Regions from separate parts of the Mus musculus genome. Here regions 1, 3, 4, 5 and 6 are each linked to region 2. The links are chromatin contacts, called in public Hi-C, HiChIP or PLAC-seq, Micro-C and promoter capture Hi-C maps. All regions are on one chromosome and are shown on one strand. Each heading gives the region's core, a stretch centred on a gene start, on an enhancer-like site or on the middle of the called end of the contact. The rest is flanking DNA. Distances are from core to core; before and after follow the strand shown.

Region 1 (3,440 bases), core at 325-2,824, 160 kb after region 2:
AGCCTTGTGTGGGGGTGTGTGTGGGTGTATGCATGTGAGCGTTCGTGTGAATGAATGTGGGGGGGCAGTGTGCCACTGAGCTCATGGAGGGGTCAGAGGACAGCCTGAGGTGTCTGTCCTACTCTGCATGGATTACTTGGAGCAGAGGCACCAGCAAGACATTACTCTTTCCTTGCTGTTTCTGAATTAGCCGCACACATCCCTTTATATGTGTATATCAGCAGCATGACCTAATAAAGTTAGAGTCCGTATCTTTCAGACTGTGTTTAGAGTATCCCCTTACAGTAAAGTTAAGACAGGGTGATGTGTGGTTTATAATCCGATAGAAAGAACAGTTCGGCCAAGCCTTCGCTCCACTCTTGAATGATTATTGGGTCTTGGTTTTTAGATGTCAAATTCTCAAATTTCTCCAGTGTTTCCTGGCTTGCTAAGGACTGTCACAGAAGGCAGTCCTCATTTGTCACTGTTACTTTCTATCCATGGGGCAACTTGATCATTCTTTCCCCTGCCCGGCAGCTCCTTACGTTACCACCCTGGAATTCCACATGAGGTGGCTATGGTCTAGTGTGCTTCAGACCCTCACCACTGTGCTTTGAGGGTGACTTTCTGGAGTCTCCTCACTGGCTGCGGTATCAGTCGCTGCCCATGCCGCTCAAGGCAGATGGGTTAGGGACAGTAGTTGGTGAGGTGGGCTAGAGTCAAGCAAATACTACCATCAGAACAGTAACACTGTTGGCCATACTTTGTTAGGCTGCAGAGAAAAGATCTGGCTATTACAACCCCATCAGGAGGTAATTCATGTATCACACACCTCCCCACACCTGTTGTAATTCACTGCCTGAGATGGAGGTCATCCCAGATCTCAGATGCTGCTATCCTGGCGATGATGTGCGTGCTTGACCACGGGTTCATTTGTCTGCCTCAGGAGCTCTTGGAGAGCTTTGGGTGCTGGATCCAAGAGAGGGGCTCTGGGTCAGAGTTGAATTAATTGGGGTCAGAGGAGAGGGGTCCCTGGCTACAGATGCTGTGAGAAGACGTGTGCTTGGTAGGAGGAGTAGATTCTCACGTGTCATCTTAGGGACATGCCATGCCAAAGAGAGGATGTCTGTGAAGCCTCAGCTCCCAGACTCCCTCCAGACCTGAGGTTCTAGTTTGTTTCAGATGGAGGATGGGGTCAAGGGGAGGAGTAGAATAATGGTGGTGGCTAGACAGGGCTGAAGCAGAGGTGCCAGCCTTCTCTCCTGGAGCCACGGTTCTGGAATTATTCTCTTCCTGTCCTTCAGGGATGAGCGCATTCCCCTGTTCGCTGAGCTAATGGAGGTGTTTGCCCACTGAGAACCGTGGCCAGGTCAGATCCAAAACCAAAGCCCCTCCTCACCAATGTTGTGGTCAGGTTTCTCAGCTCTGTCACAAGTCCACATTCACTTCCTCCCCCGCCCCCGCCCTCCCAAGCATGGAAAACAAAGTACTCGGTTTTTGGACTCTTTTTGTGGTGACGTCGCCAGCCTGTACTTGCGGTGGTTTGGGTCTCAGACATGTGGCTTGGTGAGCGAGCCAAGCGCGAGGCGATGGAGTTTGTTCTTATGTGAGTTAGTGCCCTCTGCAAGCACGGAAGTGGATTAGCCGTGCACACGACCACACAGTCTTTTGTGTGGTCTCTGACGGAATGACCCAGTTAGAGGCCTGGCCCAGGGACAGATGGGCAGGGCTGAGGAGCTCTGACAGGGCTCCTTCCCAGTTCTGTTACAGGGGTCCCTCCCATCCCTCTCTGGGTGCACACCACCATCAGAGCCAGAGGGAGAGTCCCTGCCCGTGGGCTTGGCTTTTGCCCATTTCCTTTGTGGCTGCTCAGATAAACAGAAGGGTGCAAGCAGCGGATCCGATGAGCGTGATAGGAGAGATGATTGATTTCACAGCATTGCTGGTCGGGTTTGGAGGCAGCCATTGCGAGGCCCCGCAGCTTTTCATCCATGGTCACCAAACTTGAGCATTTTTTTTTTTTTTTTTTTAGGAAATCTCTTTGTGAATACACTCAATGTGGCCAGAGCCATCATCCCTCCCTTAGCAGTGACGCAGAGGACTGCTGGGCTCTATGTCCAGTAGCCTATCGAGAATCACACTTGAACTAGCCAGGCTGCCCTGGGAGGCTAGCCCCTGACGTCCTCGTGTAATTGTCTCACACATGGGCAAGTGGTTCGATCTATAAAACGTGTGGTTGCTACGAATGACTGTTGTTGGTAAGGAGAGCTGGAAGCATTCTCTTTTCTAGATTACCTTTCAAATATTCAAATCCATGCACCAGCAGCATATGGCTAGAATCCCTGCCGCACCCCCCAACCCCTCCACTCAGATGTCTTCCAATGTGCTTCAATGAATTCCAAAGCCACATCAGGTTTGCATTTTGAAAATGCCAACTGTATACTAACTGAATGTGAGAGATGAAGAAATCGTTCATATTTTTTTTTAAAGAAATGGTGTTTCTGCATTCATATAGAAACCAGCTGTATGGATTTCTTTCTCTTTTTTCTATCTTTTTTTTTTTTTAGCATAGTGGTTCATTTACATTTTGATATTGTTGAATAAATAATGTCACTGAGGGGTTCTTAGCTAATTTTCAGTACGGCAGACCACGGCTGGACCTGTCACGCCCCCTCAGCCTCCTCAAATTTAGGTCTAGAAGTACAACTCCATTTGCTGTCTTCCTTCCTTCCTTCCTTCCTTCCTTCCTTCCTTCCTTCCTTCCTTCCTTCCTTCTTTTCGGAGGGATTTGAGACAGGATTTCTTTATGTAGCCCTGGCTGTCCTAGAACTCACTCTACTGTAGGCCAGGCTGCCCTCGAACTCACAGACATCCAACTGCCTCTGCCTCCTGATTGCTGGGATTAAAGGCCTGCACCACCATAACCTGGCTGTAACTCCATTTTCTTGTTGCTGGGGGTTGAGCTTAATTTGCGGGTGCTCTTTCTGCTTTTGTTTCTTGCTGGCTGTATTGATGGCTGTTCTTGTTCCTTGACAGGATGCCTCGGGAAAGTAACTTAAGGATTTGAGGATACAGTCCATTATTCTGGGGAGGCAGGACAGCAGGCACAGGTCTTCTTGTGGCAGCAGGAATGTGAGGCAGCTGGTCATATCGCATCCACAGTCAGCAAACAGTGACGGATGCTGCTGCTCCATCTGCTCGCTCCTTCCTATTCACTCTGAGACCCCAGTTTTGGTGACATCTGGGACCCTAGCCCACAGGGTGGTACCTCCCTCATTCAGGATAGGTGATCCTTTTTTTCAGTTAAACCTTTCTAAAGATGCCCTCATAGCTATGTATCCAGATGTGTGTTTCCATGGTGATCCTAAATCCCGTCAAACTGACAATGAAGACCAACCATCATGCTGGGTAGATTGCTGAGCATTTTAGGAGGAATAAAAGGAGGCTTTTATCAGATGAGT
Region 2 (3,435 bases), core at 757-3,256:
CTCTAGTTCATTGAGGGAGGTGTTTTGTACTAAGGGATGTGTAAGGAAATCCAATTAAGAGCTACAGCCCATTTTGCACTCTGAAAGCAGAGACTGGTTACCATACTGTCAGAAGAAACCAACCCTGAGGAGGAGGCAGGACTACTGACACATGAAGGGACAGGAAGGCAGATGCTGATACTCAGCTAAACCACCAGGGTGATACTAGCTTCCTCCATACCCAGGCTGAACTCAAAATAAGCCAGTTGGAGCAACCACTGTGTAACGGAGACATGGTTGCAAAGAGCTCTGATTTCTCAAGGAATCGGTGTCGGCTCACTTGGTCAACCGAGCTCAGTGTTGGCTCAGTCAGACTGAGCCACCTGGCTTAGCAGAGGGCTCTTAGAAGACGATAGTAATTGGGTAGATCGATATTAGTTATTGCTTTGGACCAACTGTAGAATCAGTGGCTATGGTTTAATCTCACTAAATCTGTCACCAGTTAGAACCTTGAATAATTTGTGGCAGAGTGGAATAGACTTACCTTGTGGGGTGGAGGGGTGGGGGTGGCGAGATAGACTGTAATGGGTGCTATAGGTAGTCTCTTCCCATCCTGCCAGGTCCCACCCAGCCCCCGAGTGTTTAGATGCTTTACTGCTCACATCTCGGACTTCCAACTTCCGACAGAGGACTTCCTTTCTTTATTTTACAATAGTTAATTCATCCTGGCCCAGCCAAGGTCCCAGAACACTAGGTGTTTATGCTCACAAGGTTCCATGCAGCCAAAGATGGCTGCAGGGATGGAGGCGGGGCTGGGGTGAGGGAGAGAGAAAACTAACAATGGTTGTACAAGGGATACCCTTGCTGTGAAATGGATGCTTTGGGTCAAGCTGTGGCTGGATCTTCACCTTAAATTATTACTCTTTAGCTTGGCTCCTCACCACTCCCCCTATAATAGTTTCTGCTGGAAGCACTTCCTTAATAAATAGCTTGCACACATATCCATGACAACCCAACAGTTCCCTAGGAAAAATAAATAAATGATAAATAGGTAAACTTTGTGGACATAGTTTAGTAGAAAACAATTTTTTACACCCCTCCTTCCAAGGATCTACCCCAACACGGGATAACCACAACCAGCGAGTCAGTCTTTGGTTACCATTTTCTCTCTTTACTAAGAATTTCGAGTTTCTCATTGTGCCAGGAGTACTTTACAGACAGGGACATCTGCAAATTATCAGGGATGCATCCCAGTGTAAACCGTTTGTCCAAAGGTATTTTGGCCATCTCTGATTTCAAGTTCTCAATCCTCTTGTCAGACCTTGTTCCAGACAGCATGTCCCAGTTGGTGTGGGTATGCGTGCTTGGACAGCAGAGAGAATGGGGGTCTAGCCAAGAGGCAGCCTAGGGGGAAATTTGAGCAATCTAAAAAAACTGGACCTCATGAGTATCCTGTCCCATCCACCCAGCTGTTTGACCTTGGCTACACTTTATGTTAAATGAATTAACTAACCTCTATATCATAAGATTTTTATTTAAAAGAATTAGATGACATACAGAAAGTGCTTTGCACATCTCCTGGTTGAACGCAAGACATGGATCCGGCTAGAGAGGAAAGAACAGTGGGTTAGGAAGCCTTCCAGGGACTTTAGGGACTTTTAAATCAGATCAAGTGAGGACAGACGAGGAGGGAGGGGAGAGGAAACAAAACAGAGGTGTTTCCTCCCCAGAAAGGGCCACATTGCTCCTGGGTCAAGGAAAGTGGACCTCATGAGGGCCAGGAAGGGGCGACTCTCTCCAAAGGAAGAAGCTCTGAGACACTGGGCCACCACGTGGCCGTCAACCCTACCCCCACCTCCACCCCCCACCTCAGTCACCACCAGGCAGAAGTAGGTGAAGGGTGGAAGCCCAGAGACCGCGCCGCGGAGGCGGACGCCCGCTGCAGGTCTCCTAGCAACGCCCGCCCCGCCCCGCCGGGCTTGGAGCGCCGGCGCCCGAGAGCGGGGACCGGCAGGCCATGGTTGCCATGGCAGCGCAGCCGCCGCGCCTGATGCTGGCGGCTTCTGCGAGAAGCTCGGGCCCTGAGCCCCGTGTGGGCGGCCCGGCGGCAGCCCCAGCTCGCCCAGAATGGCCCAGCCACCGAGTCGCCCCTCCGGCGTAGCCGGATCCCGTGCTCCGGTCCACGTCTACGGGGGCGGGTCACGGCTTGGAGACTTTCAGTTCCTGGGGACCGAGTTGATCTTCCCGGCAATGTCTAAACTCGGCAGAAACGTGCGTGCGCGCTCCCTCACGCGCACACACCAGCGGCCTTGAGGCTGTGCTTCTTTTACGCAAATGTTTTCTCCTGAAAGACTTTTTTTTTTTTAAGTCTAAGAAAGAGTATATGCAGAAAACGGTGAGGCTTCCAAATTCTGTCTTCGAAAACAACGTTGAAATAAATGATCCATTTCTTAAGGGCCATTTTAAAATCGAAAATGTCCGTATACTGGATTCTGAATCCGGACTGGCAATCTGCAGTGGGCTTCACCCGGAGAATCCGGTTAGAGGTTTTAAAATTTAAACCGTTTACACCACCCCACTCCGCCCCTTGCTAGGGCAATAGTCTCGCTAGGGCAGGAGAAGCCACTCGCATATACAAAGCTCATTCTCTGGCTTGAGAGTATTTTTAACTGAGGCGGAGTCAGTCACGTGTTTGTGATTTTAATCAAATTGACAAGGGCTCTGAACAGGAAAAGCTTGCCATCTAAATTCGAACACAACGTTAGGGACATAGTGAAGCAGCCTCTTTGGTCTTGTTTGAATCAGAGCTTTTCACATCTTAATGTTCTGCATATATTTTCCTCGATCCACTGCAACTGGAAAATTTAAATGAAAGCCTATTTCTTAGATTCATTTTTATGGTAAATGTCTCTGGGCTGAGATTATGCATATTCTCGATCAACAAGAAACCCGAGCAGCAATCACCGGGAATTGAGCACCTTGCTGATTGAGCAACACTTGAACCTGGAGGCATGAACAGCCCTAATCTCAAAGTGAAAATCCTTCACGGTATATTTCAAAAGAATATTTACAGCTAACCTTTTCCACTCCGAAGGATCATTCACTTGCAACTTTCTTACCCATCGCTTTGTCAGAGTAATCGCTTTTAAAAACTACTTTTTACCGATTTTTTTAGTTTGTAGCTGGTGAGATGATCATATAAAAAGTATTTATGGGGACGCAGATGAAATGACTCAGCAGGTAAAGGTATTTGCCGTGCGAGCCAGACAAGTCAGTAGGACCCCTGGAAGCCATATAAAGATGGAAGGAGAGGACGCAGGCCCAGGTGCATCTGTACCCACACACAGTGATGGCTGATGTCGGTGACTGAGTTTTTAAAGTATAGCCAGATATGGTGGAACATGCCTGTAACTGTAACACTGTGGGGAGGCAGAAGCAGGAAGTCCACTGCAGGTT
Region 3 (3,551 bases), core at 989-3,488, 140 kb before region 2:
ATGCAAGCTGGGAATTTGTTTCCATTTATGGAGCAGATGAAAACTGGTTTTTAGCCTTCTCTGCAAGAGTAAAAGACTGTCCCACCTTTACTTACAAGATTAAGACAACAAAACAACTGTGGTTTACACCATCTGTTATATACTCCTGAACAAGTATCAGTTTGTGTCAAGTCCCTAACCCTGGCCTCTCTCCCCTCTGCCTCCTTTCACCGCACACTGTACAATGTAGGATGCCCATAGCAAGCTCACCTGGCAGCTTATCTTGCAGTAGCCTACCAAAATGCTGGGAAGGATTTAGCTAACTCTTGAGAAGGGGGCATGAGGCCAGAGGGCTGATAGCCAAACACAGGTCCAAAAAGCAATATAAATAAAACCAGATAGTACCTAGGAAGTTGTTTTCCAACTATGTCTTGTTGAGGCCTAAGCACTAACACCCAAGTTTCTGCCAAAACCAAGTGTGGGGTCCGGGGAGTGGGGCGGAATGCAGAGTGGGATAGAGCGTGGGTTTCAGTCTGGAAGGCTTGTGTCCCAGGCAGTGTTAGCACACACACCCTTGCTTGGTTGTAATGACCTTGTATCCGTTGAACTCCCTAGAACCTCTTTCCATGTTAACCCCCGCAGCCCCCAGGGAGGCTATGAGATCAACGCTGTTCTCTATGCGCTGTCTGCCTCGCTTCCCTGTGTTGACACTTGCACCGATGGCACGGAAACAGCGCCATGTGCATGAGTTACTTCAAGAAGTGGCACCAGTGTATAGTGGCGGTCATCATGTTTCCCACCACCTGGCTGGCAGTATGTTGCATTTAAAAAAAATATGCTGATGAAGCAACACAGATTATCTATTTTTTTTCTCAGTCCTCACTGCCTTGTATCTCCAAAATTCTGAGAAATGCCCACAGGTCGTTTCCATCACATACAAAACTGATCACGTGCACAGTGGGTTGTGTGAGAGCTGAACCTGGCCACTGTATTAATGGAGCATTGTTTTTATTTGAAAGAGTGACTGACAGACAAACTACTGTTATTCTGACTATGGTATTTGGTCGGCATTTTCTCAAAAATGATTGAAGCGAACCTGTCATCTCAACAAAAACAACTGGAGGTGTTTGTTGCCAATGATGGAATTTGAACCTTCCAGTGAAAATGAGAATCTGGGAACTTTGCGCATACCCTTGAGAGTTTGACAGTTTCTCAATAGACTTCTGTGATGAGTTCAGTGCTGCTATTAACAGATATAATTTTTATATTGTATAATGGAATATGTTAACATTTCCAAGAGCTATATGTCAGTGAATTAATAATTTTTTTTGAGGACCAACGTAGCACGCTGAGGTGAAGGAATCATTGAGAGCCCTGGACACACCCGTGTTTTACTGCATTAAAACATGCATGCTTAGTTGATACTGATCCAAATTCTACATTTTGTCTGACTTTTTTTTTTTTTTTTTTTTTTTTTTGGTTTTTTGAGGCAGGGTTTCTCTGTGTAGCCGTGGCTGTCCTGGAACTCACTCTGTAGACCAGGCTGGCCTCAAACTCAGAAATCCGCCTGCCTCTGCCTCCCAAGTCCTGGGATTAAAGGTGTGTGCCACCACACCCGGCTCTTGCCTGGCTTTTTAAGAAATAACCACTTATTGAGCTACAGAGTACTAGAAAGCTCTACGTGTGTATGTGTGCACATGCATTCATCCATGCATATTTGTGTCTGTGTGGTTGTGTGTGTATGGAGTATGTATGCAAGCACATGGGAATGCATATGTCAGTGTACACATGTGTAGACACAAGAGAAGGATGCTGGGTATACTCCTGCATCACGGTCTACCTTATTCCTTTGAGACAGCATTCTTTCAGTGAACAGGGGGATAACCCCAGTGTCTCCACACCCTCCCTCCACCACTGGCGTGACCGGTGTGCTTGGCCATGCTCAGCTATGTTGCGGTAAATCTCCAACCCAACTATGCCCTGGCAATGAAAACACGACTCAGTTAATATGAATACATGCTGTGCGCCTAGATTGAGCAGATCTTCCGCAACACTACCATCTTCTCCATCTATGAGACCCCTTAGAACTTGCAGTTTCTCTAGGCCGTGTGCTTCTGCTCCGCTTCTCCTCTTCTTCCTCCTCCTCTGTGTCCTCTCCCTCTTCCAGTTTTTCCTTCTTCTCTCTCAACTTTTCACTCCACCTTCCCTTTTTCTGCCCAATCATCAGCTCTCCTTTATTTTACAAATTAAGGTGGGAAGCAGGTTTTCCGGAAATCACCTGAGTGCTGACTCACTCCTTGTTCGCAGCCCCTCACAGGAGAACAGAATCAACATCAAATACAATAAAACCGCAGCACTGCTATTTACTTGGGTGCTAGGGGTCTTGAAGTCAGGCTCTTACGCTTTCATGGCAAGCACTGTGCCCACCTAGCCACCTTGTTTGCCCTAGTGTAGAGTGACTTTAGAGGGAATGTCTTTGATCAGATGACATAGCTATTGCAGTGGCTCTTGCTTTTGCACCTCCTTAACAGCAGGAAGCCCAACTTTTCTTTAGGTCCCAAACCATATCTCCTCAAAGGGAATTCTAAGGGAGCCATGCAAGCCAAACTATAACTTAGTAGGCAATATATTTCAGAGACTTGCAAAAATATAAAATCATGGTAGGTTTTTCACTATTGTTTCATTGCTAAAATTTGTTTTCATAAAAATGTAGTGGATTTACTGTTGTTATTTTTAAATGAATTAATTTTTAATCGTTTTCTTAGTTTTAGTGATCATTCCTAGCATGGTATTAATAGGTAGGGTATTCACCACCAGACACTTATTAGGTTCTAAGGATTTGAGAGCATAAAGAAATCCTGAAAGCACAGTTAGAGAACCACTGCTCTCCAGAGTTCCCAGCATGCCTAGCCAGTGCGTAGCAGTAGCATGGGGTATTGATCAGTTGTGGCCCTTGCCCATGGAACCAGTGGTTTCTTAAATTTAAGCAGGGACAGGAGAAAAGGCTCAGTAGCTCCCAGCGCTCACTGCCCTTTCAGAGAACCTGAGATCAGTGCCCAGCACTCCTGCTAGGCAGCTCACAAAGCTCTCTAACTCAAGTCCAAGGGATCCGACACCCTTTTCTGGCCTCCAGGGGCACCAGTACACTTGCAGCAAGTACACAAGTAAGATAAAACAAAGTCTTTTTAAAAATGAAACAGTTTCTTCAGATGTGAGAACTACTGGGACAGTGCTTGTAGGGCACCTGGCCCACTGGAGGGGGGGTGGGGTTCTAAACACAACTGGTGGCCCTGCCAATTCTTGAAGAATGAGTAAGAGTTTATGCAGGCAGAAAATAGAGTTGTTGCTCTGGCTATAAGGAAAAAGTATGTGCCAAGTGTCCATGTGCGCCATCTTCTCCAAACACATTGCAGGAGTAAGAGAAGGGGTAGATAGAGCAGGAGAACAGGGTGAAGTAGGAATGGTGACATGAAGCTTGACGAGATGACCGCAGCATCACAAAGAACCTGGTGAGGTCAGGAGTTAAACCCTTCTTTTGGAGAACAAGGGATATTCAGGCAAGAGACAGCCAT
Region 4 (3,529 bases), core at 571-3,070, 160 kb before region 2:
CAACAAATCCACACCTGCTCCAACAAGGCCTCGCCTCCTAACAGTGTCACTCTCTATGGGCCTGTGAGGATCATTTCTATTTAAGCAGCACAGGGGTGATTGCTTGCTGCTCCGCAAGGCTGGCCTTGCAAGTAAAGGCACTAGGTTCTCCGTGAATTGTCCTACCATGATGTTGTCATACAACATACTAGATAAGATGTTCTCTGAGTTTTACCTACTCTTTGCAGCACCTGGTCATGGCCGTTACCACCGCCCCCATGTGTGTTGAAGAGGCAGGGACTCAGAGAGCGCTGGAGTGACTCTTCATGGTCTCTTAGACAGCGCACAGACTTAGATGCTAAAACTCATGCTTTTAACCATGCCAGGCCCAGGCCATTTAACCCTAGGAGTATAATGCAAGCCTCATGGAAGTCACAGTAGTGACGAGAAGTTAGAGAGTAAAACGGCAGGAGGGGACCACTCTGGCAGCCACTTGGATCTTCCTGGCTACCCTTTTTAAAGACTATATTCCATTGCTTCCCTCCAAGCAAAGTGGAATCTCTGGTGTCTGGTGGGTCATATTCCTCGCCAAGCTGAATTGAACACTCCGAAGCGTGGCAGTGAGGGAAGGGACCGTGGAGATATTTTAATGTCACTGGTCATATTTACATCTCCTTAGCATATGACTTAATGAGACCTAATGTGCACATGTTTGTTTCTGTAAAGAAGCAGCCAGGCTCTATCCGGGTTTCAGTCTCGGAGAGGCTAGTGAAAGGTCTGAATCCCGTTTTCCTCCTGGTTTCTAATTGGTCCCTGTGAGGGAAGCCAATTACTTAAATGAAATGGGCTTCAAAGGCTGGGGACGAAGAGTAGTTAGCCCTGGCTTGCAGGTTCGCCTTTCCTTGGCTACAGAAAAAAATAAGCAAATGTCAACTTTCATGTGAACACTTGGAACAAGGAGGTGCCGTGGAGGGTGACAGGACCCAGCCTCCCCGGATGCCCCAGGCTGGCAGCTCACTCAGTGCTGGGGTGAGCTGGGGGAGCTCCCAGCTCCAGCTTGTTCAGGAGTGTGGCTTTAACTGTGTGGCCTGGTTTATCTTGAGGTACGCTTATAAATGCTATAGCACGCTTACTACAGGCTGGTTCAAATTTTTCCCACTTGGTAGAAACAAAGGAAGTAGAACCTCTAGCGAAGAATGGGTTGCTTTCTGGATGTTTGGGAGGTTGACTCTAAGTGGTAGCTTAAGTTCCTTCCCAGGCTAGTCCACGGGACAACTTTTAAGCCTTTGTGTGACTAACTTTAAACCTGTGGATTCTAACAGTGTTAAAGAAAGAATGGGGGGGGTGGAACAGGACACTTTTCTCTGCTTTTCTGAACCAGGATCAGCCTTAGGGGGTGGGGTGTCCTCCTCCCTCAGAGGTCCCTAGAATTACAGAGCATCATTGAAGATACCTGCCACTTCTTCCCTTTCTCCAACCTGTCCAGGCTCTCGTTCCTCAGTGGAGCTAGTCTCAATGTTAGTATTTTGATTTAACTGTTTCATACAAACACATAAATAAACAGTTCCTCAGGTTCTACCAGAGACATGTGCATTATTTAAATAAAATGCTTAATCATGTGCTTATTGAGTCATGCAAGCACAGAGAGAATCAAAGAATAATGTGAACGAGGCACAGATCACAAGTTTGGAGCCAGCTCGGGCCAGATAGTGAGATCCCATCTCAAAACAAACCAGGCCATGCAGGGGAAGTTCTTTAGAAGCCACAGTCACAGAGCTGTTGGCCGAAAACACTGACAGGGAGCCTGCTGCCTTGAGAGTCCCCAGCCAGCTCTGCCAGTCACCACTTCCTCCTTTGTGTTGTTTATGGCCCTTTAGGTCTCAGAAAATGCCCCATGGCAGCATCATTGTGCTGGCAGCAGTCTGGACTCCCGGTAGTGGGGAGGCCTCTAGAGGACTGGGTATTGCCCTGAGTTCTACATAAGTCACAGAGCATCAAAGGTAAGGGAGACATTGTCTGTCAAAGACACAGGTGCTGGCCTGAAGGAGAAGGCTGAGGCAAGGAACCAAATAGAGGAAAATTCTAGGGATTGTTGAGCAATTCAACCCCACAAATTGGTGATGAAAGCAAGTAGATCAGATTCCCCACTTCACACTTAAGTTCACAGCCCAGGGGGAAAATTGACCTGGGGTGAGAATCATTATGGGTGGTCTCTACCTGCCAGCCTCCAGAGCCAATTGTGAGTGAGCAAACCAGGGAACCTGAGGTCAGTGTGCCTTCTCTAGGGTGCCGTGGTGTAGCAGAGACCTGGATAAGGCTTGGAGAAATAGTGGGAACAATGAACTGAGCCTGGGGCAGGCTTCTCAAGAGACTTGAGTTGTGTGTGAGACTCTGGGGGGAAGCACCCTCCTGTGCCTTCAGGGAATTGCTAGGAAGACTTGGAAGAGGAGATACTGTCTACAGGAGGGAGACCCTGAGAAGACAGACACAGCTGTCCTGTAGGCCTCCTAGACCACCACAAGGGTTTTATCCCCAGCGTGTGGGACTTGATCTTAAGAATCTTAAACCAGAGAGACGGTTTATACTGTGTGGCCCTGACCATTGGATTAGCTGGGGTTGAGAGCTACAGGATCTTCGTGCGGGTGGTTGAGATCTGAGGGAGACCAGAAGGGGCCATTATCCCACCATGCCATTTGGGGTATGTTCTATTTTAGATATATTTCTGATTATCACTTACACCACGAATGAACTTCTATGATTGAAAACTCCATCTCTTTTGAAACTCAAGTCTACTAACAGCCTGGCAGAATTGTAGCCTGGATAACATTTTGAAGAACCTTCCTTTTCAAATTAGGTGCCCCTTCCCTTTCTCCATGCCTCTGTCCCCATCAGACTACTGGATGGTTCACCCGTCATTCTCTAACAACACCTGCTTTCAAAAGTGGCTCTGTCCAATGTGACCTATATGAACTTGATGCAATTTTGAGCCAGCTTGTCACCTTCCTGAGTATAACATGTGGTCAGTTTAACTTTATTCACCTTAAGTGAGAAAAGGCGTCTGTTGGCTCTGTCTGCTGAATCGTCCAGACTAGCTTTGGCTGTAATTCCACCGGGCTTCCTTCTTTCAGCCTTAGCCTCACTGTGATCTTGGACCAACTCCCCCCGAGGCTGTCACGGTGCCTGCAGCAGCTCTAGGCCTCCACTCACAATCTCATCAACCCGGGTTAAGAGTGTTGTTCTGCTCAAGGGCCAGAATTTCTGGGTTCTCTCTAGTGTGAGACACCTCTAAGTCGATGGTTAGGGCAAGGGTGCCTAATAATTTGAACAGTAGTCCCAGGTAGGGCATGTGGCATCTCTGCTTAGTGGCAGAGTGCAGCCCTGGAGCTTTTGGGTGCCATCTACCTCCAGAATCACAGAAATCCTGGAGGCAAGAATAGGCCAAGGCCCCCTGGGTTCTAAGGATGCCCCTAACACTGCCAGCAGCAGCAGACTTGAGAGTTTCAGTCATGTGACTCCTTGTAAAATGTTAAAGAAAATGGGTATCAGGTGG
Region 5 (3,867 bases), core at 850-3,349, 260 kb before region 2:
CAGACATTTAAGACAGAGGCACCAGATTCTTCCAAGGTGGTCCTTCCTCTGAGCCGGGAAGTAAGCAGAATTGAGGTCGGGGATAAAGAGTTAATAATATAAAGCTTCTATCCTAGACAGGTTTAATTTCAGGGTGAAAGGCACACATTAACACATAAAAAGCCTAAAAGTCAAGATGACTACAGATGCTCACTACATTTTACAGGGATAACTTTTCTTTGGAATCATTTGTGGCATAGCATGAGACCTGGGAGGGAAAGGAATCCGCGGGCTAAAAGGCAGTCGAGAAACATTCCAGACAGATGGAATCCAACCTGCTGAAGGCCAGGAGGAGGTAGCTAGGTTCTAACTGTAACACAGGAATGGTCCAGAAAGAAGGGGTGGGGACAGTAAGGCAAGTTAAAAGCCGAATTTTATTCTAAAGACAATGGGACTCCCAGTGAGAGTGCCTTGGCCCGTCTAGTCTTTTAAAATGATCATATGTAACACAACTTTGTGCACACGTGGCGATAAGGACGCTTCTGCAGGAGCTGGGCTGTGGGGTGCTGACGATGGTCAAGGAGCAGTAATTTGGGGGTACAGTAAGCAAATCGTAAAGCTGCCAACGTTCCCCGAGCGCTCAGCTCTGCCCAGACACAATTCCAAGCGTACAGACTCATTTCAACCTCAAGACAGCCCAATATCACGGCGGTGTCCCTGGTGTGGAGCGTGGTCCACGGAGGGAGCGAAGGCCAGCGGCTCTGCAGCGCGTCCCAAGGGTTAGGAGCGCAGGGTCCGGGGCTCCCGGGACTCAGAGCGGAGGAACCCTGCCCAAGGACCCCGGCCTCGCCGCTCTCCTCGCGGTCCTCACCGAGCCCTGCTGGCCTTCCACTACCACATCTGATGGCAGCGGCCATCGCGCCGCCATGAGGAGGGCGGGCGCAGAGTTACCGCCGCCGCTGCCGCCAGAGCCCGCCCCGAGCCGGCGCCCGCAGCGGCAGACACCTACCTGACCCGCCAGGCCGCCGCCGCCGCCGCCGAGACTCCGCCCCGCGGCGCGCCCGCGCATGCGCGCAGTTCAAACTCGCCGGCGCCGCCGCCTAGCTAGCCAGCCGCTTCCCCTTCCGGAAGCCCCCCACTGGGTCCTAAAGACAGCCTCATTTGCCTGAGACCAAGAGGACCAGAAAAGAGCCGAATGAACGCCTCACTCTCTGCTAGTTTCCTGTTGAAAGAAGAGAGAAACAGAAAGCTGTGGTAGCTTCTCTCTCGAGGTTAATTTGCAAACAACGACTCCATTCTGGGGATGCTTTTAGGCAGCTTCAGGCTCTCAAGGCTAAGACAGCGGCGTGCTCTGGGAGATGGGTGAGCGGTAGAAAAAGACAGCTGCTTCAGACTTTAAAATCGACTGCTAGATAAAAAGTTAAATGAGCTCCCATCAGACTCAGAACCTCCTTTGAAGGTTTCTCCTTTGAAACGGTCATGTTCTTGTCAATCTCACTGATTTGCCAGAAGGGTAGAGGGTATTCCTCATCTTCTATAAAGATGTCTGGTATGGGATTCTTGTGCTGTTCCTTAAGTCAGCCTCACGTCAGGCATCGCCTTCCGGGGGGTTGAATAATCAATTCTGTGTAAACATTCAAAAAAACGGGACATTCCGTTTAATTGTCCTAGACACAGTGTTACGTGCCAGGGTTACCAAGAGGGCGAAAATAAACATAGTAGCTGCTCTGCGAAGGCCGTCCAAAGACTTGCAGTTTAAAAATGAATCTTGGTGTTCACTCATTATTTGTGTTTGTGTGCTTTTTTTTTCACATTCTTCGTGTGTCTCCTGCCAAATCTAGCAATGACACGGGTCAGAATAATCAAAAAGAGTTTATTGTAAATTTGGGAGAGAGCCTGAAAGCAATCAAAACGAGTTAAGAGAGCCCAGAGGTACCAGACCTCCCTTAAGACAAGAAAAATCGAGTAGGGGCGGGGCCAAGGTCTGGGAGCGGGCCTTGAGGCCCCGCCCCATCGTTAAACAGCGCCTTTAACCAATGACAGTACGAAATCAACGCCAGTGGCTCGGAGACTGACCAATGGGAGGAGACGTTGGAGTTGCGCGGCGAAGTTGAGTCCCAGCGGTGGTGGGCGAGGCCGCAGTGGCTGGTCTGTGTTCTCGCTGCAGCGGAGGAGACGCCTGGCTTGGTCTCCGTGTCGGTGGCGATGTTCTTGTCAGAGGCAGGCGCAAGGCCCCGAGCAGGCGAAGCCAGCGCCTCAGAACGCAGGAAATGGGTGAAAGTAGGTGTGGGAGCGCGACCCGAGTTCAGACTTAAGCCTGACCAGGGCCACTTCTGTCACCCCTCTTGGTTCTGGCATTGCTGCAGGACTCTGATCACTTCCCCGCCCACCACACTGTCCACGGATAATCACCTCGACCTCCTATCCGTCCCATCACCTTCCCAATCCCAGGACTGAGCTTTCGAGTACAGTTTATTCCAGCGGTTTAGAGGAATGGATTTGTCAGCCCCTTAAACTTGGTCAAGTTCCTTAAACTTTGGGGAGAGGGGACAGAGGGAAATCTTTAACTCGGCGGTTATATTGCTTGAGAATTAAAACTAGAGTACTGAAACTGCATTTTGAAAGCTCCACAACCAGGTTGAGTTTAAGATGTCTGTGTTTCTGGTTTCTGGCTTACTAACTGTAGATGTTTAATATTCCTTAGGTATTTAAAGCATGCGATGAAGACAACAAAGGCTACCTAAGCCGAGAGGACTTTAAGGTTGCGATTGTAATGCTGTTTGGGTACAAACCCTCCAAGGTTAGAACGTTTCCTCTCTTCCCCTCGTCTCCTTCTCTCTCCCTTCCTCTTCTCCCTTCTTTAGATGGGGCGGATAATGCTGTAGAAATGAATCCTAAGAAAACTGGCCAGGAATACTTTCTGATACCTGTAGAGCAAATCTCTGATTTATAAGCCTAAAATGCCTCCACCACCTAATTCCCCGCAAACCCCTCCCCCCTTTAAAGGCCCAAACAGGTGCAAACTAGGTATCTATGCCAGTAGAGGCAACAAACATCTCCACGAGTATTTATAAGAAATATAGGGTGGTAGAGAGTGGGAGTCTGGGAGGGGAAGGTGGTCTTGTAAGAGGAAGAATCCACCGGCTAGCTGATACGTATAGTAAAGTTTCTGGGTGGCTTTATTTAATTGGTAAAAGTAATATGTTCATACAGTCCACAAGATCCCTTCTCTTTACGCTAGACTGGGGTCCCACTTATCAGGGGTTAACCAGTTTCTTCTGTATTGTTCTACATACAGGTATAGGCACAATCTTCTACAGAAGTTCCACACTGTTTTATCTTAACATCCATTTTCCACTTAGCAACAAACCCAAAGCAAACCACATTACCATCTTAAAATACAGTTGTACAATATTCTCTTTAGCCAGTTTACCCTTTGTTGTTGTTTGGATTAACCTGCAAGCATTGTCTCAGTGATCATCATGTTACATCTACATACACCCATAGATCATGCCTTTTGTGGAATACATGCGCACATGTGCCTCTGGGTGTGTATGTGAGTGTGAATAAATCATGGATATGTAATTGCTGTACTTGGGAGCATTTGATAGATCAGGAATTCAAGGTCAATTTGGACTACACAATGAGACAACATTTTAGAACAATGACAAAGAAATGAAGATACCAAAATTCTTGGAAATATAATTGCTAAGTCTAAGGATGTACACATTTGACTTTAATTATCTTTCTTTTTTTCTTTTTTTAGAGAGGTAGGTAGGTAGGTAGGTAGGTAGATAGATAGATAGATAGATAGATAGGCAGGCAGGCAGGCAGGCAGGCAGGCAGGCAGGCAGGCAGGCAGGCAGGCAGGCAGGCAGGCAGGCAGAT
Region 6 (3,394 bases), core at 559-3,058, 230 kb before region 2:
CAGATTATACTACACTCATTGGCAGTGACCGCAGGTGTTGCTGAGGAGCCTTTCCTACTTTGGGATACTAAGTTTCTGTCGTATACCCTGGATGCAATATTTACATTTGTATAACTGGATTGTGTACTGTACCTGTGTGCTTGCCTGTTGTTCCCATGCTGTAATGGTGATCGCCAAAGGACTGGCCTTGCCGGGACATAAGCCACAAGCCACCCATGGATGTGTGAGAGACACTTCTGCCACTCTCACTGTGACTCATACGTGACTGGAACGATCATTTTCCACAGTAGGTATGACTTCCAAGATTCATGCACTGGTGATCGTTATAATTTCCCTCTAAATATTAATATATCACAGCTCTAATGCCAAGCCAGAAAACAGGGAGTTTGGAAGACAGGGAGTTTTGGCAGAGCACAAAGACTCGAAGCCTAGTGCATCACGTCTATGCAGTCATTTCCCTAGGACTTAGAGACTCAGACGGTGTACGGCTAGCAGTGGTCTTCCAGCTTACCCAGCACTGCATCAAAGGGTAGGGCGTCACCACCACAGTCTGACGTTCTTCCAGGGAGATGTGCTCACTGGGGGTACAATGTGAGATCTATGTAAGATCAACCGTAAACTACTGCTTTTCCCCTTCCTTTTAATAAAATACTAAAATTTAGCTTCCCATGACTATCATGGTTGAAGTCATAGTTCTCAGGCTTTATAGGCATGCTAATGTTTCATATTTTATTTCCATATAGATCGTGGATTTTTAACTCTAGAAGATTTCAAGAGGGCGTTTAGTCGAGTGGCTCCCAAGCTACCAGCGAGGACAGTGCTGGAGGTGTTCAGGTACAGATGCTAAGACCGCTGCATCCGGCCTCTTGTGTATCCCATTTGCTCTCGAAGAATTGGAGTTTAACAGGGAGCCTGCTCTATGTTGATTTTTCACCTTTGGACATTTCCTCTTACACCGTAGTGTTATGGATCAGGAGAGAAATCCATAGTCTGTTAGCTGGGAGTCTAGATCCTCCCTTGGACAGGGGCTTGTAAGGAGAGGTGCAGGAGAGCTTGTGAGTTTATGTGTCACGAAAAAGCCTTTTGATACTTGACACAGTCTGCATTTATCAGCAAGGCGACACGTGGTTTTCAAGTTGGGGAGAAGAGCTGGAGGTTGTTACCTCAGGCACAATGGAGGCTCCTCCTTCATTCACTTCCTATGCTGCTGCCACCAGTTGTGGATTACACGTTAAGTGCATCTTAAGATTGCGTTATGTAGTCCAAGTGGCCTGAGGGCAGTTTGTGCTAGGAACCTGCAGGTTATAATGTTAGTAGCCAGCACAAGCCCATGCAGCCCTCTCCTCTGGTCCCCACACATGCAGCCCTCTCCTCTGGTCCCCGCACACACAGCCCTCTCCTCTGGTCCCCGCACATGCAGCCCTCTCCTCTGGTCTCTAGCTGAGCCCATCCTCAGCTGTCACCAGGTATATTAATTCGGTTTTAATCACTAGCAACATCTAGAAAAATCTAAATACTGACAGAGCACAAAAGATATATGTATATTTCTCTACAGTAAACGTAGGAAAGCCAGGCCTGAATGATGACGTCATAGTTGAGGGACCCAGGCTCTCCTTTTCTCATTCCTCTGGCAGCTTTAACTGCTGGCTGCTGCTTCCAGCAGGATGGCTGTTTCTATTGCGCCTGGATACCAGTGTTAGGTGGAAAGAGCACAGAAACCCAACTTTGCTTTTGAGGTTACATCCCAGTGAGCAACTCTTAGGTTCTCCTGCTTGTATCTCAGGGGAGAAAGGGAGGGGCTTCGGACAACCCTGTGCCCACTTAATAGAGGCTCTGATAGTGAAGCAGAGAGAGAGGGAATGGATAGGGGGACATCTGGCACGTATCCGCTTTTGGGAGAAAAGTAATTGAATGGAGTCTGGCCGGAAGCCAGCTCTGCTCAATGGAAATTATCAAGCAGGTTATTTGAATAAGGATTGTGCGCATTATCATTAACAGTGACATATATGAAATTCACTTGCTGCCTCGCTCACAGGCAAGCCATTGAGCAAGCTATTGAAGGAGAGCATGTATCCTGATGCATACAAAGGGCTACAGGAGAATGTTAGGTGGTTTTGTAAAAGCAAGTTTTAAATGTATATTAGCATCTGTTTATGTGCTTCGTGCGTGTTGTGACAAGTGGCGAATCTCAATATAGTTCTACCTTACAGTGATAGATTCTGAGAGGAATTAAAACTTGGCATTTACTTCCCTTCCTATTAAGAAACAAAGGAGTTGCCCAGATTTTCTGACCTTTAAGTGTCTGTTACATGGTTAGAGTAGACGATGCCTTGTAGAGATTTTTGGAGACTTTTTTTTTTTTTTTTTTTTGGAACTGGGCCTTAAGCCCAGGTTCTTGCATGCTACACGAGTGCCCTGTCATTGAGTTATGTCCCCAGCCCACCTCGTAGTTTTCATTTTAGGCAGGACCTCACCAGTCGCCCACACTGGCCTGAAACTCATTCTGAGTGTAAATTTGTGTTATCTTGCCTCAGCCATCCGAGTAGCTGGGATTAACAGATCTGTACCACCAGGTTGGACTTGGAAAAACTATGACAGAGACAGTGCATAACCCTCAGTGAAGAGAGTAATGGCTTCCAGTCCAAACTCCACCCTACCACCTTGTAGAGAGCACTTTGAAAATGTGTAAATATGGCTTCGTTTTACAAAATCATGTGGGTTGCCTGTTTAAACTCTTTGTATGCGTGTGTGCTATGTTGGAAAATGGAATGTCTTGACCTGGCTAAAAATATCTTGCAAGTTTTAGTAGTTTTAGTTTTTTTAAGTATAACTGTGTATGGGCAAGGGATATTTGAGGTCCTACCCTCTTCCTGAGGAGCTGTTGACAGTGAACGGATGGCAGCTGGGGGAGTGAATGGCAGTTGTCTTCAGGAGCGTGGTCACTGGTACTTAACGCCACACCCATGCACATGTGGGCATCCTTGGACTCAGTGGGCCATTAAAAAAAGTCAGGGATTCTGACAGGAGCGTGTTAGGAGGCAAAAGGATTCCAGAGGGCATGGAGCAGGATAAGGGAAGAGGGTAGGGACTGAAGACAATCAAAATACATTGTATCCATGTATAAAATTGTCGCTGGGCAGCAGTGGTGGCACACACCTTTAATCCCAGCACTTGGGAGGCAGAGGCAGGTGGATTTCTGAGTTGGAGGCCAGCCTGGTCTAGAGAGTGAGTTCCAGGACAGCCAGGGCTACACAGAGAAACCCTGTCTCGAAAAACCTAAATAAATAAATAAATAAATAAATAAATAAATAAATAAATAGTCAAAGGGTACATTAAAATTCATTTTTGTATAATAAATTCCAAAATGTAGTACATTTTCAAAACCTATCTATGA

Evidence for each region. Hi-C and Micro-C count contacts between places; a contact is called where the count stands out from the background. HiChIP or PLAC-seq counts read pairs in DNA pulled down with a chosen protein or histone mark. Capture Hi-C pulls out chosen DNA fragments and counts their contacts.
Region 1: a contact with region 2 is called in a Hi-C map of the MNK3 cell line, with 6 times the contacts expected there. The contact joins the enhancer-like site here to the promoter of 1700064M15Rik in region 2. A contact is called at or near these places in 1 of 15 datasets of contacts at CTCF or cohesin (CD8 T cells), 14 of 484 Hi-C or Micro-C datasets (B cells, CD8 T cells, LSK cells and 9 more) and 4 of 115 datasets of contacts at active chromatin or transcription factors (CD8 T cells, bone marrow-derived macrophages, embryonic basal ganglia and 1 more).
Region 3: a Micro-C map of embryonic stem cells shows a contact between it and region 2, with 1.7 times the contacts expected there. The contact joins the enhancer-like site here to the promoter of 1700064M15Rik in region 2. A contact is called at or near these places in 4 of 484 Hi-C or Micro-C datasets (embryonic stem cells and muscle stem cells) and 4 of 115 datasets of contacts at active chromatin or transcription factors (bone marrow-derived macrophages, embryonic stem cells, fibro-adipogenic progenitors and 1 more).
Region 4: an H3K4me3 HiChIP or PLAC-seq map of bone marrow-derived macrophages shows a contact between it and region 2, with 4 times the contacts expected there. The contact joins the enhancer-like site here to the promoter of 1700064M15Rik in region 2. A contact is called at or near these places in 1 of 15 datasets of contacts at CTCF or cohesin (pro-B cells), 6 of 484 Hi-C or Micro-C datasets (B cells, the G1E-ER4 cell line, bone marrow-derived macrophages and 3 more), 6 of 115 datasets of contacts at active chromatin or transcription factors (bone marrow-derived macrophages, embryonic forebrain, embryonic stem cells and 2 more) and 1 of 9 other capture datasets (bone marrow-derived macrophages).
Region 5: a promoter capture Hi-C map of adipose tissue shows a contact between it and region 2, with 4 times the contacts expected there. The contact joins the promoter of Efcab11 here to the promoter of 1700064M15Rik in region 2. A contact is called at or near these places in 12 of 39 promoter capture datasets (the 3T3-L1 cell line, 3T3-L1-derived adipocytes, the C10 cell line and 6 more), 1 of 15 datasets of contacts at CTCF or cohesin (large pre-B cells), 14 of 484 Hi-C or Micro-C datasets (the Ba/F3 cell line, CD4 T cells, LSK cells and 8 more), 12 of 115 datasets of contacts at active chromatin or transcription factors (acute myeloid leukemia, bone marrow-derived macrophages, cardiomyocytes and 8 more) and 5 of 9 other capture datasets (adipose tissue, embryonic stem cells, liver and 2 more).
Region 6: a contact with region 2 is called in an H3K4me3 HiChIP or PLAC-seq map of embryonic forebrain, with 3 times the contacts expected there. The contact joins the enhancer-like site here to the promoter of 1700064M15Rik in region 2. A contact is called at or near these places in 2 of 15 datasets of contacts at CTCF or cohesin (large pre-B cells and pro-B cells), 16 of 484 Hi-C or Micro-C datasets (the C2C12 cell line, the CH12 cell line, DN2 thymocytes and 10 more) and 9 of 115 datasets of contacts at active chromatin or transcription factors (bone marrow-derived macrophages, embryonic basal ganglia, embryonic forebrain and 4 more).

What each region holds. Positions count from the first base shown.
Region 1 is chr12:99,466,350-99,469,789 of GRCm38.p6, reverse strand. It overlaps a transcript of Foxn3 not described here. Among named protein-coding and RNA genes, the nearest start is that of Foxn3, 18 kb to the right of the region's middle. Within about 2 kb of position 1,574, at least 149 of the 459 cell types and tissues checked have an H3K27ac peak or open chromatin away from gene starts, as enhancers often do. A contact at or near this core is called in B cells, CD8 T cells, the MNK3 cell line and 8 more, where this site is marked.
Region 2 is chr12:99,626,545-99,629,979 of GRCm38.p6, reverse strand. It overlaps 1700064M15Rik (RIKEN cDNA 1700064M15 gene), which reads left to right and starts at 2,006. Exons shown (of 2, transcript NR_045288.2): 1 at 2,006-2,374.
Region 3 is chr12:99,764,883-99,768,433 of GRCm38.p6, reverse strand. All of the region lies in intron 5 of Efcab11 (EF-hand calcium binding domain 11), which reads left to right. Among named protein-coding and RNA genes, the nearest start is that of Efcab11, 120 kb to the left of the region's middle. Within about 2 kb of position 2,238, at least 6 of the 459 cell types and tissues checked have an H3K27ac peak or open chromatin away from gene starts, as enhancers often do. A contact at or near this core is called in embryonic stem cells, where this site is marked.
Region 4 is chr12:99,788,047-99,791,575 of GRCm38.p6, reverse strand. All of the region lies in intron 5 of Efcab11 (EF-hand calcium binding domain 11), which reads left to right. Among named protein-coding and RNA genes, the nearest start is that of Efcab11, 94 kb to the left of the region's middle. Within about 2 kb of position 1,820, at least 98 of the 459 cell types and tissues checked have an H3K27ac peak or open chromatin away from gene starts, as enhancers often do. A contact at or near this core is called in B cells, bone marrow-derived macrophages, macrophages and 3 more, where this site is marked.
Region 5 is chr12:99,881,674-99,885,540 of GRCm38.p6, reverse strand. Efcab11 (EF-hand calcium binding domain 11) reads left to right here and starts at 2,099. Exons shown (of 6, transcript NM_030172.2): 1 at 2,099-2,259; 2 at 2,684-2,779. The coding sequence starts at 2,185. Tdp1 (tyrosyl-DNA phosphodiesterase 1) reads right to left here and starts at 1,023. Exons shown (of 16, transcript NM_028354.5): 1 at 989-1,023.
Region 6 is chr12:99,852,050-99,855,443 of GRCm38.p6, reverse strand. It overlaps Efcab11 (EF-hand calcium binding domain 11), which reads left to right. Exons shown (of 6, transcript NM_030172.2): 5 at 744-834. Among named protein-coding and RNA genes, the nearest start is that of Efcab11, 30 kb to the left of the region's middle. Within about 2 kb of position 1,808, at least 13 of the 459 cell types and tissues checked have an H3K27ac peak or open chromatin away from gene starts, as enhancers often do. A contact at or near this core is called in embryonic forebrain, where this site is marked.